Regions from separate parts of the Mus musculus genome. Here all the other regions are linked to region 3. A link is a contact called in public Hi-C data. All regions are on one chromosome and are shown on one strand. Each heading gives the region's core, a stretch centred on a gene start, on an enhancer-like site or on the middle of the called end of the contact. The rest is flanking DNA. Distances are from core to core; before and after follow the strand shown.

Region 1 (4,688 bases), core at 1,063-3,562, 550 kb after region 3:
AGTATCTGAGGCAGGCCAAGCACACACTGGCTCACTTTCATTGACAAGACGATGATGGTCCCCAGTGGTAACCCTGAGGAAAGTCCTAGGTACTAAAGTAAAGCACTCGCCGTGGTGCCCTCTTCACTGGCACACTGTTATGCGTATCATCACGGCTTTCTCTCTGGGCCTGTCACCGAATTATGGTAATTTCTTCTAGTCATGAGTTTTAATCAGAGTTGAAGTCTCTGAGTTACTGACAGCTCTGGAGAGCTGTAACTGCTCAAAGATTGACTTCACACTGTCACAAAATCATAACACAAGCAGAAAGCTAGCGGCTCTCACTAGCCTCCCCCTGCCAATTAAAAACAAAGCGTCCTTCTAAACAGTGGGTTTCATAGAAAAGAAGAGGGAGGTAGACGGTCGCCTGCCTCTTCCTTCCCTTTCCCAGGTTCAAAGCAAGAAACAATACCCTGGCAAAGGCAGTCCAAGAATGAGATATTGCAATTTAGCTAATGGTCTCTACAGGAAGCAGAAGTCATTTCTTTGCCACTCTGTGGTACTTAGACGGCATCGAGAATGTTGGCTTTCTCCTGACCTTGCTTGAGCTGTCCACGGGCATTGTCCACAGTCACGTGCTTGTGTCAGTACCACAGGCTTGGGCGAACAGGTCATGGGGCATGTGCACTTGCCTCTCTGGAAGTCATGAAGCAGAGCAGGTGGCCCTTCCCGCCTTCACTTCTTGTCATCGTCTGTGATGGAAATTCCTTCCTGAGCAGATAGGACCCCAGCTATGTGGCTGCTTGGTTGAGGCAAAGCAAGAAAGCTCAGTTCCAACCCTAGAAAGCCCTTATAGATGTCTTATGTGAGTTCCAACCCTAGAAAGCCCTTATAGATAGATGTCTTATGTGAGTTTGCCATCAGGTTATCTCCCCTTACCTAAAGCCAGGGCTGATCTTCCTTTTACTCCCTTAGTTCCTAAGGCCTCCAGGGCTAGAATCAGTCAGTCTGATACCTACTTAGGCAAGGCCTTATTATTCATTCAAGGTTTCATCTGCTTTAAAGTCACTTCTTAAGTACCTATTACAGAAACAGGTAACTTGAATAAATCAAGCTAGCATGGGCTAGGTTGGAACAGGGCTTAGCTCAGTGGCAAAGTATATACCTAGCAGCATAGATGTGTCTCTGTATTTGATTCCCAGTACCATGGGGGGAAAAAAAAGAGAGACATAGATCATACTGTAGTAAGAATCCTAAAATCTCAGTAGTCAAAAAAAAAGTTTATTGGCTATGCCATATATTTGCCAGGTTGCCAAAAGAGCTATATGTCAGAGCCATTCAATAAATCAGAACACCACCAGTGACCAAGGGATGGGGGGGAGTCATCATGATGGATGCAACCTTTTTACATTATTAGCCAGAGTTAGTCTCATGGCTTCATCTACCCCCAAAAGGACCAGAAGATACAATTCTCTTTGTGTATCTGAAGTCACAGAGCCAGAAGTATTGATCAAGCTCCAGAAATGACTATGCACTCTCAGGTCAGCTGTTTATTACACTTAGAAGGAAAATTAAGGTCTGCAGAGTAAAGAATTACCCCTTGTGGTCCTATTTACTATTTGTGTTCCATTCTCACATTCTAGGCAGTGATAACCAGAAAATCGGATGACGGTGTTTCTGATTCATACCTGGTGTTTACCTGATGTACTCAGTTCTCTAGGTGGCTTGCCGGAGAGAACCCAAAATTACATAGGTATGTGCTAAAGATGAAAAGGACAGGGTGAGAGTGTGTACAAAGAATATGCTAAACTATTTCAATTTAGTGGGAGAGAGAAAAGGAGGGAGGGAAAGGGGGAGGAGAGAGAGAGAGAGAGAGAGAGAGAGAGAGAGAGAGGCAGAGACAGGACTCTCAGAGGGACAGCAAGTGGATGGAAATGAAACTGGACAAGGGTAATTTTGGCTGCAAGCTGCTAGTTTTCTGGAAGCATGAAAACAGAAGAGTCAGTGTAAAGATTATTGCATCAGGCTGAACATGAATCAGTTACAGCTTGGAGCAGAGTCTGGAGGAAGGAGACATCGGAGATTACGGTGGAGGCATAATTGATGCAGGGAGGCAGTGGTGAGCAGAAGGATGGATGTGTGTGTTGTTCTTGGACCCAAGAGGATTGCAGCACTTCTGTAGGGATGCTTCTCTGTGGCAGCAAGAATCTGCAGTCCAAAAACAGAAAGGCACAGAAATGATATTTCTCTGGCCTTGCAAATGCTGTAGATGTGCTCAGTACAAAACGCAGCAAAGAAAGAAAGAAATTCCAAATGTGGCCAGTGATGTAATGCTGAGTGTCTATCCTCAGGAAGAGGCGTCCAGAACTCCTCGTGCACCTTAAGTAACGATTTCAGAGAATCGGTCTGTGAAGGGATCCCACACTCAATCTGTTGGCAGATTCCATTGGCTCTGCCCTCAACTTACAACCTCAGTAAACTCTATCTCAGCACCACCTGCCACCTTCCTCCGAGCCACCATGATCTCTTGTCAGGTTTTCCTGCAGCAGCCTGTCTTACCGTTGAAAGCCCAACTCCCTAACTCTTATGAAGCTGTGTTAGGTGTTTTGTTTGAAATGGACCATTTCTCTATCTGAAACTCTTCAGGGATTTCCAACTCCTCCCAGAGGATCTCAGGGCCTTCCTTGGTCCTAGAAAGCCCTATAATACACGGACTTCTAAATCTCTATGCACTTGGTTCCTTCCTTTGTTCTCATTTGACTGGGGACACATGAGTATTGCTACTCCCTCTGCCAAGCCTCAGTCTCAGGGTCTTTGCACAGGCTGTCTCCAAGCTTGGGAGTCTCTACATCCAGAAATCTGCACTGGGGCTCTCCCTCCTTCTGATATCTGCCCAAGCATCATTTTATCAGTGAGGTCTTTGGCACCCAGCCTATTCAATGGAAAAGCCCAGCTGCAGCCTTGAAAGATTAGGCCCCTAACTCTTGCCTTAACCAGTTTTGTGTGAAGAGCTTGTTATGTGCAACATTTTTTTCTATCTTGTTTAGTCATAGTGTAAGTGGGCTCCGGGTGATGGGACAGGAGGATTCTTGTGTGATTTGTTCACTGCTGTAATTCTAGCACTGGGAAGAGGAGATGAGCCCAATTAATGAGTGCTGATTTGATAGAATGAAACCCTAACCTTATCAGTGCATCGGCACAGCAGGGAAGGACACTCAAGAGATAAGCACTTCTTCTTTTTTTTTTTTTTTTCTGAGATGCTGTGTGTAAACCTGGGGATCTCCTCCTCCTCCCTGCTTCTGGCTGCCATGGATACAGGTTTCTTCAAGGGGGTCAAGGATGTGACAGATGCTTTACATTAGCTTTTATGTTCCCCATAAAATTAGCAAAAAGCAAACCTTGAATAACAGAGCTGTGATTCTATCTCGCACTTCTGATCTGACACAGACCGTAAGAGCTTGGATCTGGAGGCTAAAGGCTGTTTCCAGAACCTTCAATGGGATTACACCTGTGTAATTCATTTACTCTTACTCATTTTATAGATGTTTACAGGCAGAGAGGGAGAGGAAAAAAATCCACAGAGCCAGCAACAACCAAAGGGGAGGGAGGAAGACAAGTAGTGGTTTTCATTTCTAAATTATAATCATTACATATGGCACAATATCCTGCCAGACAATAATACGTATCAGATAAATGAGAAAGCACGGTTAACATCAAGGTAAACACAACGAGATGGCTTTGTAAAAGAGGAGCATTACTTTGCTTCAGCTTTGGAATATGATTTTCAATATAGCAATTTCAATTCGCATGAAAAGTCAAGAGACTAATGGATTTTCAGCCAAGGGGACTGGTATAGGAAATATGATCAGAGACTGCCCAGGAGGACATTCAAAAGGCCTCTGAACTGCCCTACCCCAGCTACACAAGTACTAGCAACCCATGAGCTTTCATTACGCATGCCCGAGTTTCTAAAGAAACAAAACACAAGAGAAAACAAAGCAGTCATGCAGCTAGATTTAGGGCAGTGACAATCAGCCAGGCCTATTTTTAAAGATGGGCTCTCATTATGTTCCCCAGGTTGGTCCTGGAATTCTGAACTAGAGTAATCTTCCTACTTTAGTCTCCTGAGTGACTTGGGCCATCAGTGCACAGAACTGTACCTGCCTTGAATACTCTAGTATATTCACTCCACGGCTGGGCTGGGGAGGTAGCTCAGTAGTTACAAAAGCTTACCGTGTAAATGTAAGTACTGGAGTTTGGAGCCCAAGAAGCTATTTAAATGCTGGGCAGATATGGCAGCCCACCTGTAATTCTAGTGAAGAAGAGACAAGGATTCCCAGAACAAGCTGGCTAGCTCAGCCAGCCCAGAATGATAATTACGATTCAAGTGAGAGACCCTGCCTTGGTGACTACAGTGAGGGACACCCACAACCAACAAAGACAGCTTTGACAGCATGGCAAGCAAGCACCCATACACATGTGAACATGTTCACACACGCGGACCATACAATACATTTATAAAAGAAAGCATTTACCTGGGGATTTGCTTACAGTTTCAGAGGTTTATTCTGTCACCAGCATGGCAGGGAGCATGGCAGCACACATGCACTGGAGCAATGGCTGAGAGCTACATCCTGATCTAAAAGCGAAGGGAGAGACTGGGCCTGGCATGGGCTTTTGAAACCTAAAGCCCACCCTCAGTGACACAC
Region 2 (4,258 bases), core at 1,351-3,850, 680 kb after region 3:
TGGCTGCTTTTTAGAATTCAGCCCCATTTTTCAACACTTTTCAGAGTGTTGCTTAACGACGGCACTAAAAATTCTTGACATTTATAGTACTTTCTACATCTCACTACTATAGTCTTTAGTGTTAAAAAAAATCCTCTACTTTGCTGCTTTAAATATCCTTTTGGATTAAAGCATATCACAGTTCGTGTCACAGAGAAGTTGTTGAGAATCTGTCTCCTACTATCTCTTATCAGAGCTCCCTCTAGCCCCATCAGGGGTATTAACAATGCAGAGGCCCAAGGTCAGCCTTGGTGACCCACCCACACTGGTCCTCAGACACTTCAGGTCTCCCACGAGCCATCGGAGCTCACTGGGGAAGCTGGCCTGGATCCACTGGGGATCAGAACACCCAGACTGGAATCTATGCTGTGCTGGCTGCCTCGTCCCCTGCAGCTCCGTCCCCACATTTCCCTTCACCCACATCTTACTAAGCTTCAGAGGCACTGGGACTATAGCTAAGAGCACAGATTCTGTGACCTACCTACCAGCTGGGCTACTCCAGGCAAGTGGCTTCACCTCTCTGTGCTCTCACTTCCTCTGACTGTCAGAAGCTCATGGCATTGCTATAATGATCAAGTGAGTCACCAGGTATCAATACACAGGGGCCACACTAGACTGCATGTGGCCCACTTCAGCTGCCACTCACTTCCCGAAAGCCCCTCTCTGCCCGGGTCCCTGCCCCATTCACTGGAGGCTGGCACAGGGTTTCAGCCACACACTGCTCTTTTCAAGAGCCAAGCCCCCTGAGAATGTCTCACAAACCCTGGCCAGTCTATCCAGGGAGCCTACAACACTTTGCAGAATGTGTGACCAAGGAAATAACCCCCCACTCCTCCACACTCAAGTTCTCCTTAGAGCTGCCTCTCACGCCTAACCTCCACTTCCCAACTCAACCCCACCCTGCTCGCTAAACCATGCTCTTTGTGGATTTTTTACATCTAGCGTGACTTGTGAATTGGAGATGTCACTGCTAAGGTTTGCCTGCCCAGCTTGAATCCACAAATCATTGTTCATGACACAGAAGAGCAGCAAAGGGGTCCGAAGACTTACAGGGACATCCTTCAGGCAGTTCCAGCATCCCCTGGGGTGGACCCGAGCTGGCTTACCACCAGGAGATGGCCTTTCAATGTGTCACAAGTAGGCAGATTTGAGTGATTACCCTGGCCTGGATCACCAAGGCTGTTTCCTTTGCTGTAAAATGGGTTAGCATCTAGCCACCTTCTAGAATCAGAGCTCAGTTAAAGGAGTCTTTACATTAAGTCGGGTCATGGCACTATTATTGTGTAGTTTTAATGTATTTGAGTGGGAGTTCTTTCTTCTTCCTCCTCCTTTTCTTCCTCCTTCTCCTCCTTTCTGCTGAGAAAGTAACTAAACCTCAGGAGCCAATGACCTGGTCCCTTCAGTCATCACAGAAACCTCTCCATCCTCCTGCTGTAGAGCAGGGATCCTTTTAACTGCTCCCTGAGGAGGCTGCCTTTTCCGAAGGGACACCAGGAAGTTAAGAATGCAGACGCTGACTGGGGAAGCAACTCTGGCTGCAGGCACCTGAGTTACAAAAGGGCCCAACAAGCATGCACAGCACCCGAAGGGAAAGCTAGGGAGAAGGAAGTGCACATCACATCAGGGCCAGGGCTGGCTTCTGAAATGGTGCCTGGCTCTGAAAAGCTGCTGCAGACTGTCAAAGACTAACTCAGAGGACTTCAGAAGCTGAGCAGGACAAAGGCTCCGTTCCTCTCCAGGCAACAGGGCTGGGCAAAGGGCACAGCCCAGAGTGGAGACCCACCTTCCCACTCACTGCACACAGCCCTCCCGCCCACAATGGCCTTACCTTCTCTTTTTGAATTCTAACAAGTTAAAACCTGGCCCCTCATTTCACCAGTGGTACTTAGCCCAACTTTCTTCTAAAATCTGCCGCGTAGTACCCCAAAAGAACCTCAATCAGAGTTCTTGCTGTGGCCAGAGAGTGCCTGAGAGATGAGCAAACCTTCCCTTTAACTGTCAAGAGAGGAGCTGAGAGTACTGCTGAGTGGTAGCGTGTGCTTAACCTGCTGGAGGCCCTGGGTTCGTGCCTAGCCCCATCTCCACAAACAGGAACATAAGACCCAGTGAAGCAAAGTGACCCGGATAACACAGCAGACACTAGAGACAGGAGCCAGTAGCTGCACACAGTGCTGGGCTCTTCTGAGCTTCTTATGAAGGTGTCAATCTCTCTCAGAGTCATGCTTCTGCCTCTCATACCCAGCCTTGTTTCTGGTCACCTGCCTTAGCTCGGAGGCCCCAGTCTCCCCACTGCTCAGCCGCCTCACAGAAGCTTTGTCCCATACCTGGACAAGCATGGCCAGGTAGGCCACAACAATACTGGACATTCGCTTGTTTGTGCTCACCAGGGCCTGCCTATGTCACAGCTCAGGAGACAGTGGCCATCAGATTTGTCTAACCAGAAACCAGGCCAAGCAGCAGTACTCCCCAGGCCTCGGGCTATTCTCAGCTCTCCTCTGTCACACCTCGCTGCCACCCACCTCTCTCTGTTCTGCCATGACCCACCTAACACCTCCCCTTTGCTGAGCGAAGCAGGAATTGCTGAGGGTAAACTACACGTTTACCCTCATTCGAACAAACAGTGTCCGCCTCCTGGAGTCCTGAAACATGTTTAGTTTTTGGTACAAAATGCTCTAAAAATATAATAAAGAGAACAGATGCCATCTGCAGGGCAGGGACAGCCAAAAGATGGTTCCAGGAGTGCACGTGATGCCTCCCTGGAGTCTGCGGGGGCTGATATACTGCAGTTTGTCAACATCTCATGTCAGCTCCTTCCTTGAACCACCTCAGTTAGGAAAATGGATGGGCAGCCAGATCCTCCATGGAGGGGAAGGGCAGGCCTGGGAGCAGGAGCACTTCCTTTTAAATCTGAGAACACTAGAAAGAGGTGGTTCTAGGATGGACACAAACAAAAAGGTTCTTTGATGCATATAGGTTCCAGACTCCAAGAACACCTGCAAACAAAATGTGGGGGACTGGGCACAGGCTAAGACAGGCACAGTGGAGAAAGCTGGCTGACCTTTGGTGAGTGCCGCAGGGGCCATGTCAGACATGTCCACCCTGAAGAGCAGGTACTGCTGAGCTTGGATGAGGAGGCCTGGGAAGTCTCTCTCCACAGAAGCAAACTGCTCGATCTTGTTTTTCACCGATGCAAGGACCTGTCAAAAACCACATTAATGATGCTATTACTCCTCAGCCCGAGTCTGCTCTCAGTCACCAATACATCTTTCGGGTCCATCCCTCATTACAGGGACTGTTATGGTACTGGACATTTGCTCATTTTTAACTGCCTGTGTTCCTGGTAAGGAACTCTCAAAACATCAAGCCAAATGAAGCACTGCAGCTTGTCTAGAACCGTCTATACAGCCAGCCTGCTGGGACGGGAAGGGAACCAAGTTAACAAAGTCCTGAGAGGAAGGGAAGGACAGAAGGAATGGGCGTGGCTGTAACACACCTGGTAGAGCGAGCGGACGCTGGGCTGGAAGACCATGTTGGTGTTGAGGAGGAAGGAGCGAAGGAGCGGCTGTGGGTAGCTGGCCAGCTGGGTGATGATGCCGATGAGAAGCAAGTTGACATGCAGAGAGTTCTCCAGCATGTTCTCCAGCTTTGACAGGACCACGCTGATGAATGGGCCTGCAGGGAGGACAGACACAGTGCCAGGGCTGGCTGGACATGAGGGACAAGTGTCCGCAGAACTGCAAAGTCACAGGGGCCATAGCCAGGGTGTGGACACAGAGGACATGTGTCTGCTTCTCCTTATAAAGGAGAGTTGACATCCTGACTCCACAACCACCTGGAGTACCTTGAAATCTATGAAGAACCTTGAAAAGCTCAGACAACAAATAATTTTTAGAAATTGCATTGCTTTTCCCCTTTGGTTCTATAGTCCTGATTCTGTCAGTGATCAAAATGTATAATTCACTGTCTCCCCATGCTATGGACTGCATGCAGATGTCAGAGGCCACCGAAAGTGTCATAGCAACAAGCCTTTGTGTTGGTAGAGAATATCTAACATGTTGAGTAATGTTTACCAAGTAGCAACATGTGACCAGGGACTTCTTGTCCTATGCACATGCCTGAGTGGTTCTCCCTCAGTGTCGGAAGGGAAGGAGTCCATGCATGAATGAGGAGGTCCTGGTTGGAGACCTGGCTGTTCCTGGCAACTTGGTATCTGCATTTT
Region 3 (4,198 bases), core at 653-3,152:
CTGAACATCTTGGGCCAAAACCTATTTCTTCTGTTTGTCTGTGGACTTTGTTTCACTTGGACAGCTCTGGTCTGCAAGAAACAAAAAATTACTTAGAGATGATCCTTGCAAACCAAAGGTTCCACTATTATGAGCCACAAAAACATTTTGCCAATTTACTTTTTCCCCAAGAGGTTCACAGCTTACAAAAGAAACTGCAAAGCACTCTTCAGTATGAGGTTGCTAACAAGACTTAGATTCACAATGAAGTTCATAAGACTTCATCAAACCGTCCTTCCACCATACTAAGTAATAATCAGAAAAGGCGAGCTTATCAATCTGATGACACTCCCGATAAAGTAAGGTGGTAGTTTAAACACACCAAAAGGATCCAAAAAGGTAAGGATGCAACGAAGAGCACCCGCGGTAAACACTGGATACGGATTTGGGAGAGCTGAAGCTTACTAACTTAGACTTGTCAAAACTGGATCCAGAGTGAGTGCTTAGAATCAGAACCATACAACAAAGTAGTAAATGTGGGTCCCTTCCTTGTGATATGTTTAAGGAGATCATTAGGTTTGTGTATTAGAAGTGCATCTCATTGTGGCATGGCTCTGCCCATCAGGAGGACTACAACTCCCAGCAACCCATGCCCATCTTAAAGTACTACAACTTCCAGTAACTCATTGCCCTTATGTAGCCTCTTCAGTTTCAAGGTGAATTGGCCAGTCTCACAACTTAGTCTTCTCATCTGTAGGTGAGGTAATATGAGGACAACATGACACAATGTAGGTCAAGTTAGTATAGGGCTTGACATGTAGTCATTAAGGATTTGTAGTTATTACTGAATGAAGAAAAAAAAAGAATAAAAGGAGGGCATGGTATACTAGGTACGGTAGAGGAGAAGTCTTATGGTAGATAGGAGGGAGAGTGCAGACAGAGGCATCAGGGAGAGAGTCCATAGTGGACATGACCAGCAGACTGAGGTGGATCATGTGAGGAGAAGTGAGAAGGAAGAAGAGGGATAGAGAGGAGGGAGCTTGGAGCAAGAGGCCAAAAGGGCTGGTGTAGCCAAAATGGCTGGATTCTATAGGGAAGAGCAGCTAGGGGAAGGGCAGCCCAGCCCTTGGGCTGCAGAAGTTTAGGGTAGAGGGCAGAGTATGCCAGCCAAGAGGACCCTGTAACAGGGACTGAGGGATGCTGGGAGAACCTGGCCACCAGATCCAGTTTGATCCAGTTAAATCAGCGCCTCAGCTCTTTGTCCCAGGTTTGAGACCTAACAACTACTCTAACTTCAGCTGCCTTGTACACTTGGACTGTAAATATTTGTAATTGACTTGTGTAATGAAACACTTTTATTACAGATAATCTCATTTTATTGCCAAGCACACACACACACAAGAAGAGAAACTTGCATTAGGGGATCCACCCACCGCCTTTTTTTTAAAGAAAAGTTCTCATGATGCAGCCCTAAATGTCATGGGATGCTCTACATAGACCGGGCTAACCTCAGACTCACAAAGCTATATCTGTTTACGCTGCCCATGTGCTGAGATTAAAGGTATGGACCACTATGCACTATGTATATCTCATTCAGAATATCTCACTGTCTTGCAAACCTGAGGGTGTGTGTGTGTGTGTGTGTGTGTGTGTGTGTGTGTGCATATCATACCAGTGATCCTCATTCTTGACCTATCAATTTGGAAGATATAACAACCACGAGCCTTAACTCAACTGGAGAGAACTGTAGAAAACACGAGTCAGTTTTCTAGTGTTGTGTGCTGGGATCCCCTCAATCTCTCCAACTGCAAAAACAAAAGAGTTGCTAGAGAACAATTTGTTCTCTGAGCTCCGCACAGCAGAGGAAATACAGGAGGAGTGGGGAAATTGTGTTGGGAAAGTCATAAGCCACCTTTTTTAGGGCGGGCGAGATGACTCAGCCAGAAGGGTGCTTGTCATCAAGCATGACAGCCTGCGTTCAATCCCTGAGATCCACACAGTGGAAGATGAAAACTAACTCCCACGAGTTGCCCTTTGACCTCAACATGCCTGTTCCCTCCCTCTACAGGAATAATAAATGTAATTATAATTTTTAAAGAAGGTCTGTTTTCAGGTCCTTGGGCAGGGGGGCAGGGAATTGCTACAGAAGTTAAATACTTCAGTTACATAAGAATTTTTAAAAATAAATGTTACTGGTCTACTTGTGTGCCAAAAACAGCCATCCAAAGAGAGGAACAGCAAGCTTCTGCATTCTGAGGCTTGAAAGGAGGCCAGACCATGCAGAAGGTAAAGGCGTGCACGGTGAATCCTCAACACATCTCAGCAGCCGAGTGCTATTACCATCATCAGGAAGGAGAGACAACCGGATCCAAATTCCATTTCAGCCACCTGTGTGACTCTACAAGTTTTAATTTTTTCTTACACTTATTATTTACTGGGAGACATGTACACGGTGGCATCCTACATGTGTGGAGGCCAGAGTGTGTGACTAATTCACTTTGCAGTGATCATCGTCGTCACTGCCACTACCACTAACAGTGTCTTGGTGACCATTTTCAGACTTACTCATCAATAAGACTTCCGGGGTACAATATTCAAAATGCCTTCCCAAATGTGCCAGGGATCTGAAAGTCTCCCTTTGGGAATATAGTGTGCAGTGGAGTCTCATTTCCTGAGAGACGAAACTTCCATCTTAGCCCACTTCCATCTTAGCCCGCACTTGGGAATCGAAAGCATGCAAAATCATGCCCAGGTTTCTTGGTCTTTCACTGTCAGTCTCTTAAATATGATAGGATGGCTGAGCATTTGGAAAAAGGGTGAAATTTCAGAGTAACACCCCCCACCCAAATACCATAAGAAACCTTGGTAAGGGACTATAATATGGAACTATAGAGCTGGCTCAGTGGTTAAGAGCACATACTGCTCTAACAGAGGACCACCATTGGGTCCCAGCACCCACGCTGACTCACAACTGCCTACACCTCCAGCTCTAAGGGATCTGATGCCTCTGTAGACACCTATACTGTTGTGCACACACACAAAGAATATGAAATCTTATAAAGAATCATGTTACCCTCACAGGAGAAAACACTGCATCGTGTAAGGGGGTAAAATGCAACTTTTAAAAAGAGCTCATGGAAACTGAAATATGGGAGAAAAATTATCTATTCAAAATAAAAATTAAAAGAGTTAAGAAGACATAAATGGAAAGCTAAAGTAGGGAAAAATAAAAAAATTAGAAGATTAGACTGGAACAAGAAAATGAACAGAATTGAAAGCTGATTGGAAGGACTGCTGAGGTGCCTTTGAGAAAAACAAATTAAACCCTGAGAGAAAAAGAAAAGCAGAGATTTAAAAAAGAGAGCTAGAGGGGCTGGGGTATAACTGTGTTAACAGGGCTCTCACCAGACATGTACAAGGCTCTGGGTTCCAGCTGACACAGGTAGTTTGCAGGGATAACTTAGTAACCTGGGACCCTCCCACCCAACACCTGCAACAAGTGATACACAAACCTGTCTCCAGATAATGTAGCTGATCACGCTGTGCCTTAGCAACCCCTAGTTACTTCCTTTTTGTGACCAGACACATCCTGGAACATAGTCTGAGATTTGAGGCAATGCTTCAGTTCAGCCTACAGTGGCTAGGTGCACGCGCAGTAGGGCCAACCATGTCTTCTAAGGTTTTTGGGATTAAACTGAATTTGCATCTTATACTTATGCACGGATGGATGTGCATATGATTAAGAGCAGGCACAACATGGGAAAGAACATGTTCAGTAAAAAGAGGTTTACATAATCTAAGCCAGAAAAGTACCCATGCACTGGCCCTAGCAACTAAGCCCTTCCTCCTGGAAACCAGGAAGGCATTCTTGAGCTTTGGGCTTGCTCAGGACAGGCGGCTCCCTTGCCAAGTGTGTGCATCCACTCTGTGCTTTCTCTTCGCTTCTGAGTAAAATTCTTTATTGCTTCACTCTCTGTGTGGGCAGCTTCAATTCTTTTGTACAAGACACCAAGCTCCATCTGATCTGTGAGCCCCCTGGTTATACATTCCCAACACTGCAAAAAGAAGAGAACGAGGAAAACTGAAACTTTAGACTTCTCAGTAGCAGTGGTAGATGCCAGGGACCTTCATACTTACATAGGTGGTTGTCTTAGTCAGGGTTTCTATTCCTGTACAAACATCATGACCAAGAAGCAGTTGGGGAGGAAAGGGTTTATTC

The links. A called contact is a pair of places that touch in the nucleus more often than the background predicts.
Region 1: a contact with region 3 is called in a Hi-C map of cerebral cortex, with 2.0 times the contacts expected there. The contact joins two enhancer-like sites. A contact is called at or near these places in 1 of 484 Hi-C or Micro-C datasets (cerebral cortex) and 2 of 115 datasets of contacts at active chromatin or transcription factors (SST interneurons and neural progenitor cells).
Region 2: a Hi-C map of cerebral cortex shows a contact between it and region 3, with 5 times the contacts expected there. The contact joins two enhancer-like sites. A contact is called at or near these places in 1 of 484 Hi-C or Micro-C datasets (cerebral cortex), 1 of 115 datasets of contacts at active chromatin or transcription factors (neural progenitor cells) and 1 of 9 other capture datasets (embryonic stem cells).

Annotation. Positions count from the first base shown.
Region 1 is chr3:85,528,644-85,533,331 of GRCm38.p6, forward strand. It overlaps Gm3740. Among named protein-coding and RNA genes, the nearest start is that of Gm31419, 39 kb to the left of the region's middle. Within about 2 kb of position 2,313, at least 18 of the 459 cell types and tissues checked have an H3K27ac peak or open chromatin away from gene starts, as enhancers often do. A contact at or near this core is called in SST interneurons and cerebral cortex, where this site is marked.
Region 2 is chr3:85,662,256-85,666,513 of GRCm38.p6, forward strand. It overlaps Fam160a1 (family with sequence similarity 160, member A1), which reads right to left. Exons shown (of 12, transcript NM_172682.3): 10 at 3,533-3,711; 11 at 3,098-3,236. Among named protein-coding and RNA genes, the nearest start is that of Gm40082, 48 kb to the right of the region's middle. Within about 2 kb of position 2,601, at least 18 of the 459 cell types and tissues checked have an H3K27ac peak or open chromatin away from gene starts, as enhancers often do. A contact at or near this core is called in cerebral cortex, where this site is marked.
Region 3 is chr3:84,983,304-84,987,501 of GRCm38.p6, forward strand. No RefSeq gene overlaps it. Among named protein-coding and RNA genes, the nearest start is that of Gm30944, 38 kb to the right of the region's middle. Within about 2 kb of position 1,903, at least 13 of the 459 cell types and tissues checked have an H3K27ac peak or open chromatin away from gene starts, as enhancers often do. A contact at or near this core is called in SST interneurons and cerebral cortex, where this site is marked.